Linked DNA regions of Arachis hypogaea: region 1 is linked to region 2. Evidence: chromatin contacts called from public Hi-C data. All regions are on one chromosome and are shown on one strand. Each heading gives the region's core, a stretch centred on a gene start, on an enhancer-like site or on the middle of the called end of the contact. The rest is flanking DNA. Distances are from core to core; before and after follow the strand shown. Region 1 holds the start of LOC112800667 (aminopeptidase P1). Region 2 overlaps LOC112800664 (protein BZR1 homolog 1).

What was found. Hi-C and Micro-C count contacts between places; a contact is called where the count stands out from the background.
Region 1: a Hi-C map of leaf shows a contact between it and region 2, with 2.7 times the contacts expected there. The contact joins the promoter of LOC112800667 here to the enhancer-like site in region 2. A contact is called at or near these places in 2 of 8 Hi-C or Micro-C datasets (both in leaf).

What each region holds. Positions count from the first base shown.
Region 1 is chr5:9,950,110-9,954,142 of arahy.Tifrunner.gnm2.J5K5, forward strand. It overlaps LOC112800667 (aminopeptidase P1), which reads right to left and starts at 1,695. Exons shown (of 16, transcript XM_025843021.3): 1 at 1,406-1,695; 2 at 1,241-1,304; 3 at 780-919; 4 at 208-492; 5 at 1-56. The coding sequence starts at 1,498. LOC112800668 (probable NAD(P)H dehydrogenase (quinone) FQR1-like 2) reads right to left here. Exons shown (of 2, transcript XM_025843022.3): 2 at 3,999-4,033.
Region 2 is chr5:9,834,670-9,838,460 of arahy.Tifrunner.gnm2.J5K5, forward strand. LOC112800664 (protein BZR1 homolog 1) reads left to right here. Exons shown (of 2, transcript XM_025843019.2): 2 at 162-1,257. The coding sequence ends at 896. Among protein-coding and RNA genes, the nearest start is that of LOC112800664, 2.6 kb to the left of the region's middle. Within about 2 kb of position 2,437, at least 3 of the 3 cell types and tissues checked have open chromatin away from gene starts, as enhancers often do.

The DNA.
Region 1 (4,033 bases), core at 445-2,944, 110 kb after region 2:
TGAACAACAGGACAGTATGCCACATCACTTCCACGGATATTGTATAACCAGGCAACCTGCATTGTAACCGGATCATAAATAACATGGATAATGAAGATAGTGATATTGAAAATGCTGAACATGTGACGCAAAAATATCCTCAAACTCAAAACTTGAGTTAGGGAAGAGCAAACAAATAAGGACGATAGATTAAGATAATACACTCACTTCATCAAGAGCTGTGAAAATGATGCCACGGGCTCGCTCTTGCGCAAGCCTTTTTCTCAAGTCTTGCAACTTATCTGCAACAGAGCGACCTGCAAATTCCAATGGATGTACAATAACAGCATTAATCTGTTCTGGAGGTCGCTTTGCCCATACTTCATCTACCAAATTTTTTGTCGTTTGAACCAGCTTCTGATGTTTTTCAGCAAAAGCACGTTCCCATCTTTGGGCAGTATCAACCGAAATGCACCATGGATCAACCCCAATAGATGCATCTTTAGGCAAGTTCTAGTGAAAAAGAAACAACTCATGGATGAGACAAGACTAATCGAGTGCTATAGTGCGTACAGGACTATATGCTCTGTCAGCTCTCCCTAAGCAAGGAGAAGCTAGTTGTGGACAACATATCAAAAATGCCATGATGTAGACACAGTTTCAATCTTGACCCAAGTCATAACATTATGCTTCAGGGATGCCAAAGACAGAGAGAACCACAAAAAATATAATCTGCTATCTCATTTTGTCTTTTTTCAATCATTTAAATCAAAGGATTCTCTTAAAAAAATGGTACTTACATCAGCCATCCAAACATCCACAGCAGGATCTTCGCCAATGCGCATTAGCTTCCATTGATCACTAAGCTGTTGCTCTGCCTGCAAAAAATATCGTCCATCCGTCCACAAGAGTGCTTCTTTCGCCGTTATAAGTGCCAAACCTGAATGTAATTTTAATGGAAAACAATACAAAATTTGACTTAACAAATTTTGTCAGATTTGAAATACAATAGGAAAATTCAATAGCGGCATAGATTTCACAAGAAGAGCTGAGACAGAAAGCTTCAACCACAGAATAATCCAAGACTATCTTGCTTATTACAGGGATGAAATTGTCACACGATGTTAATTGAAATTTCCAAACTACAGAAACAAAATCCTGATTCGATCTAAACTAATCGCCACATAAGAATAAACTAAGAAATCAAACGAAAACGCATAAAGTAAATTTTGATTTGATTGCTCTGTAGATTGATACTGACCAGCACTTCCACTGAAGCCGGAAACGAACTCGCGGCGCTTATCTCTTGCGGATACATATTCACTCTGCAGAAACAGAGAGAAACAATCATCAGATGAAGAACGAAGGAATTTGAAACGGAAGAAGCTGAAAATCTTCGATCTAAAGTGAAAGGGAAATGAATTACCTGGTGATAATCTTCGGAAGGAACAACTAAGGCATCAAGAGAAGGGGAGTGAGAAGACATCAATGACCTCAAAGCAGAGAGTGTGTCTTCCATTTTCTTCTACTTCGCTAATTTTTCTCAATCACAGTTTAGCTTAGCCTCCAAAACAAGTTCGGTTCTCAGCGACGCATTTATATATTATAGTGACACTGAGCCGCACCTCGAAGCGAGGTCCACGACGGATTCAGATTCCTATCTTTCCTATTTCCTCCGAAATTTTAATTTTGTAATGCATTATTTATTTATTTATTAAAAAGCATGCACTTTTTATTCTAAGAATAGGGGGAGGAAAAATAATTAACTTTAATCATTTTCTTTGTCTGGTTTATAGAAGTTGCGGACTAAGGGTGTGTTTGGTGGCAACTACTCAAATGAAGATGCTAAAAACATCTTTTTATGAAGATTCTTGTGTTAAAAGTGTACTTTGTTTGTTTAGCCACACTTTAAAAAAAATAACACTTTTGCAACACATCAAAATCAAACCATACATTTTATCATCTAATGGTAAAAAAGAAGTATCTTCATATGAAGACAATAGTAAAATCTTCATGATAGTATCCACCGTGTTTGGTAACCACGTTTGAAGGAAAAAAGTACGTTAGAGCTTCTTAAAAGCTTCACTTTTTTGTTTGGCTATTTTTTTTCTTTACAAATGCATAAGTAATTTTGTTCATAAAATCACGTTTATAAGGAGTAATAATTTTTAACTTCTCTGTTACACTAACGTGTTTTTAGTCAATACTTTCAATATTTATTTTTCTTTTACCAACTTTATCCTTTATACATATTATTGTATTATTTATAAAATTCTTATCATTTCTCTCTATATGAACTCTTTTTTTATTATTTATTATTTATATTTTTTATTATTTTTTTATTTGACATTATATATTTTTATAGTTATAATTTTTGTGTATTGTATTTATTATTATTTTTTTTATAATAGAATTTATTGATTCCATTAAGTAAAATAAATTAAATAAAAAATTAATCATAAATAATAATAGTTAAAAATTATAATATACTAAAAAAGAATACTAAGAGTATTAAAAATATATTATATAAAAAATATATAAAAAATATGAAAAAATTAAACATGTATAAAAAAATAATATTATAATTTAATATCATATCCTTTTAAATAATTATTTATTTAAAAATGATTTTAACTAATATTATTCAAATAATATTTATTTTATCAAAATTAATTTTAATAAAAAATTATCAAACATAAATTATATTGACACAAATTTATTTTTATCCAAAATCAATTTTATAAAATTACTTTTATTCAAACTCTAATTTAACTAACCACAGTACAAACACACACTAAGTTAGTTTCCTTGAGCTGTGAACAGATTGGAGTTTTAGGGGCCTTGCTTGCAGACTTAAACACACACTAAGTTAGTTTCCTTGAGCTGTGAACAGATTGGAGTTTTAGGGGCCTTGCTTGCAGACTTGAGGTTCATGAAAAAATATTAGCATTAAAAATCTTGCGCCTATCAAAATTGAGCACGTCTTCAAAAGAAAGTATTGTTGCCACCCGAATTAGTAATATCTTAATGGGTAACAACGGGACAGCTAGCTTATTCTCGTAATATTATCGAAAACCTATTAAAAGAGAAAATAAGTATTGAGCTGCACGTCAAAAGAAAGAAAAATTGTTTCTAGATACAATAGTATTAGAGGACAGCACATTTTATAAAATATAATTATCAATTAATTATTATTAATAAATATATAAAATTATATTTATTAGTAGAAAATTACACACTTTTTTTATTAATTAAATACTAATTAAATTTTAAAAATACTAGTTCCTAAAACTTTTTCTTTTAGATATATACACATACTAATAAATAATTCAGTAGATATATTAATAAGTTAGCCAAAGTGGGTCCTGAGGCTGAGAGACCTCTTGAACTTGATATCTTTGATAATCTCCGGTGGTAAACACCCAATTCAGTCATTTATCCTTTTTTTTTGGAAAGATAAAGTGATTTTTGTTCAAAAAATTATATTAACAAAATTATTTTGAGACAGTATAGTTATTCTATTAAAAAAATTATTAAATAATAACAAAAATTAAAGTTATAAAATTTTTATTTATAATTTATAGAAATTTTAGATCTTTCACAATGTTTTTTTCTACAATAGAATCAATTATTATTATCATTATTACTATTTTCTCATCATTATCATTATAATTTCTATTTTTACTATTTTTATTATACAATCAAATTTTGTCATTATCATTATCTCTTCTATCATCGTCAACACCATTAGCAACATCATCAACATTATTATTCTCTTCTCTTATTTTTTGTGCAATATTTTTTTTTTAAAGGTTTTCATATTTTAATTATTTTTTTATTTTGTGACATTACTTCTGGCAATGGTCCTTTTTCACATTAGTGAAAAAGATTTTTAGAAATAAACTTATTAATAATTTATGAGAATTTAAAATCTACGTAAATTACAAATAAAATTTTTGCAAAATTAATTTTCGTTATTATTTAACAGATATTTTAACAAAATGAAATAAGACATGCAGTTACACAAATTCACATTTTTATTTGGTGTAAACTT
Region 2 (3,791 bases), core at 1,187-3,686:
ATCTTGCTAAAAAGTTGATTTGATCCTGGAGGCTTGCGATCTAACTAGTTTTTGTAGTGTTAATCTGAGATCAGGTGTCATTGTGATAGTTCTAGATGATTGATTATGTTCCGTTAGTTTCACCCTAGAAATCTTGATTGAGATCTGTGTTTTGATGACAGGGATGCAAGAGGCCGCAAGGTGAGATTGGAGGAACTCCAGCGAACATGAGTGGTTGTTCTTCACTACAGCCAAGCCCACAGTCATCAGCGTTCCCAAGCCCTGTTCCTTCCTACCATGCTAGCCCAACTTCCTCATCATTCCCCAGCCCCTCTCGCATTGATCCCAACCTTCAAAATCCCTCTTCATTCCTCCTACCATTCATTCATAACATCACCTCCATCCCCACAAACCTTCCTCCTCTTAGAATATCCAATAGTGCCCCTGTTACCCCTCCTCTTTCTTCCCCAACCTCCAGGGGTTCTAAAAGGAAGGCGGATTTCGAATCCCTCTCCAATGTCTCCTCTCTTAATTCGTTCCGCCATCCTCTCTTCGCGGTATCCGCCCCATCCAGCCCCTCCCGCCGCCACCAATTGGCTACTTCCACCATTCCTGAGTGTGATGAATCTGATGCTTCCACCGTGGACTCCGGTCGCTGGGTTAGTTTTCAGACAACGACTGCCTCGGCTGCTCCTCCATCGCCTACCTTTAACCTTGTGAAACCAGCAATGCAGCAGATCACTCCCCAGGATTCCATGGATATGAATGAAGGCATGCAATGGGGCCAGGCTGCAGAGAGAGGAAGACCATCGGATTTTGACTTTGAGAATGGTAGAGTGAAGCCATGGGAGGGCGAGAGGATACATGAGGTGGGAGTGGATGAGTTGGAACTGACTCTAGGCTGTGGAAAGGCCTGATGTTGAAAGCAATGTTTAGGGCTACCTTCTTATGTCTATATCACGCCCAAAGGCCACAACACAGAACCCGATCCCCAAGCCCAAGTCTGCAGCGTTTCCTTGGCGTCTGCATGGATTGCTTGGATGGAGCTGCCACTCTGCCATTGCCGGGGAAATCGGTTGCTATGTTGCATTTCTATATTTTTCTTATATGTACAGTCCCGTTTATATTTCGTTACATTACATGAAATTTGACTTCATTGTGATGCCTTGTTGATTGTTGAATAGTTGCATTTGGGGCAACCTTTAAAAAGTTTGGTAGTGTTTTGAGACTTAATCTTAACTTATTACTATAGACCAGGAGAAATTGAAGTTCACTGAAGAGATATTCTTAATGCTTTCACACTCTTTATTTCATTACATAGCTGAGCATTCCAATGTGAGTATTTGAAACTGATATGGAAAGATTGAGAAGCCCACTTTTGAAGCTTTATAGTTTTGCTCCATTCGGCCTCAAAAGTTTAAACTACTGCAATTGCTGTTTCCAGTTTCCACACTGAATATGTATGCAGTTTTGCTCGATCAGTATTACTTATGAGAAGGTAATTAACATCACTTCCTAGTCACCAAAGGAAAAAAAATTACATCACTTCCATCCTCACAAACTTTCCGCCTCTGTTATGAGAGGGTAACTTGACGGTAGAGGATGATTATACATATGTATATATTTGGACATTAAGTTAGAGGATTGTATTGTGATAGAGAAAAACACAAAGCAATTATGTGGGCCTAATAATATGTAGGTAGTGTATATTAATTTAGTATTTCTGTCATTCTCTTCTATCTATAATTCTATATCGTGTATCTTGATACTAGAAGGATGTTAGATAACCCGAGGAATGAGGATATTAAATCGCTTATGCATGGCTCTTAAGTGTATTTTTCTTGCGAGAAATCTACGAGTCTAGCTGTAAAGTTTTATGATTCTTCATTGTTGAGATAATATGATAGCAACATAAACTCTGACGAAAAAACAAAGGCTTGAATCTCAGCACTCTAGACTCTGCAGAAACTAGACTTAGTTATAGGGAATATCTGGTGAATACGTCCACAGTTTGTTTTAAAATTTTTTTTTTCAACTTTGATTTTGATCCTATACATGGCTTACACTAATTATGATTTGCTGAATTTGAGAGCAAGTGTTTTATTATGATTTGGCTGTCCATTATCTTCGTGTATAAGATATGAATAACCCGGTGCCTGACTGTTCAAGAGGAATCTACAAGTTCAAAGGAGAACACATTATTTCTCCTGGTTCGTAATCTTGAAGGTCAAAATTCAGAACCCGCAAAACAAACTGTCATGTTATCGTGAATATATGTGTTCTTTGCTTTCTTGTTCTTTCCTGCTTATTCTTCTTCGGTGTGTGTTCAACGCTCTCGTCTCACGCATGATTCTCTCTCATTGCCAAGCGATGCAAACAGTGATTTATTTCAACAGTGTGCCAAGTCACACCGAGAAGAAAAATCAAAATTCAAAGCTGGGACTTAATGTGAGGAGCCTATATTGGTTCCCCAGGATCTATGGATTCCTCCCATGGCCCAACCATGCTAATCCACCTCTCTCCCCCAAAGCCCAATTAGATTTGCAGGATTTTAATTAAAAACCCTTAATTGTTACCAAAAAACCCACAAGTACACCCAAGAAAGAAAAGATTATAAAAACCAGCAAAACACTTTCAGAAATCACGTTTGGATATTTTACTTCAAAATTGCTTGTTGTTCACGACCAAACAAAAATTTGATTGTTGTTCCAAACCTAGGTTTAGGTAGAAGCACCTCAATAGAGTTCTGTTGTGCATGCGATAGAAGCGTTGGAGAAGATAAAGCAGACCCAACGGAAGCAAACCTGATCCGAGATATCACAAAGACTTCCACGCCCATGATAAAAGTGTGGTGGATATTATTATCAGATCCTTTACAAGTTAGGATGAGTGGATTGGTGGAAACCCTGTAGTGGAACCAAATTGACGTAGCAAGCTAGATTTTGAGGTGGTATAGGATGCATGTCTGCTTCGCAAGAAGGGGGAGTTGGCTTGGCGCAGGGAAGGGAGGTGGTCTTGTTCGGGCTGGGTTTGGGCATGGGTTTTGGTTCTTGGTCTGGGTCATGCAAGCAATGGAGGACAGGGAGAGCGAGATTGTTGGCAAATAGTCTGGGAACAGGGAAGCGGCAGCATCAGAGTTGCAGATTCGGAGGAGAGGAAGCTGAAGCTTTCATCATCGTGCACCCTCGGCGACGGAGCTTCATTCGGAGCGCCGGAAGCAGAGGAGACCCACTGAAAGTCTCGCGTCCACATCGCTTTGGGTTCCAGATTCGTACAGTGCAGGGGCGTCACCGGAGAGAACACCAGTGTGGCAGCGGCCATGAACACATACCATGCGTTCTTCGCTGATCATCCTTTCTTCAGAATGCCATCCTTTCAAAAGCAGAGAGGCCTAGAAGACATATGAGCCGAGGGAGTGAGGGACCGATACTGAAACTTTTACTGTGCGGATAAAGTTTATATAACATAATAAATACATATATTATTTAATTTTTTTAATATATATTTTATATAAATTATTATTTTTTATAGATATTTAATATAATTATTGTAAAATATAATTAATTTTAAAATATTTAATTTATAAATTAAAAAGTAATTTAAATAATAATTATAATTAAAAATTTTATTTTTTTAGATTTTATATTTTAAAAAATTAAAAATTTTTTTGATAGTACAATTGAAAATTTTTTTTATATATATCACTAAAAGATTATTTAAAAATTTACTTTTCAATACAATTAAAAATAATTTTATTAATATTTATAATTAAATAAATTTTTTTAATTAATGTAGTTACTATAAAAAAATTA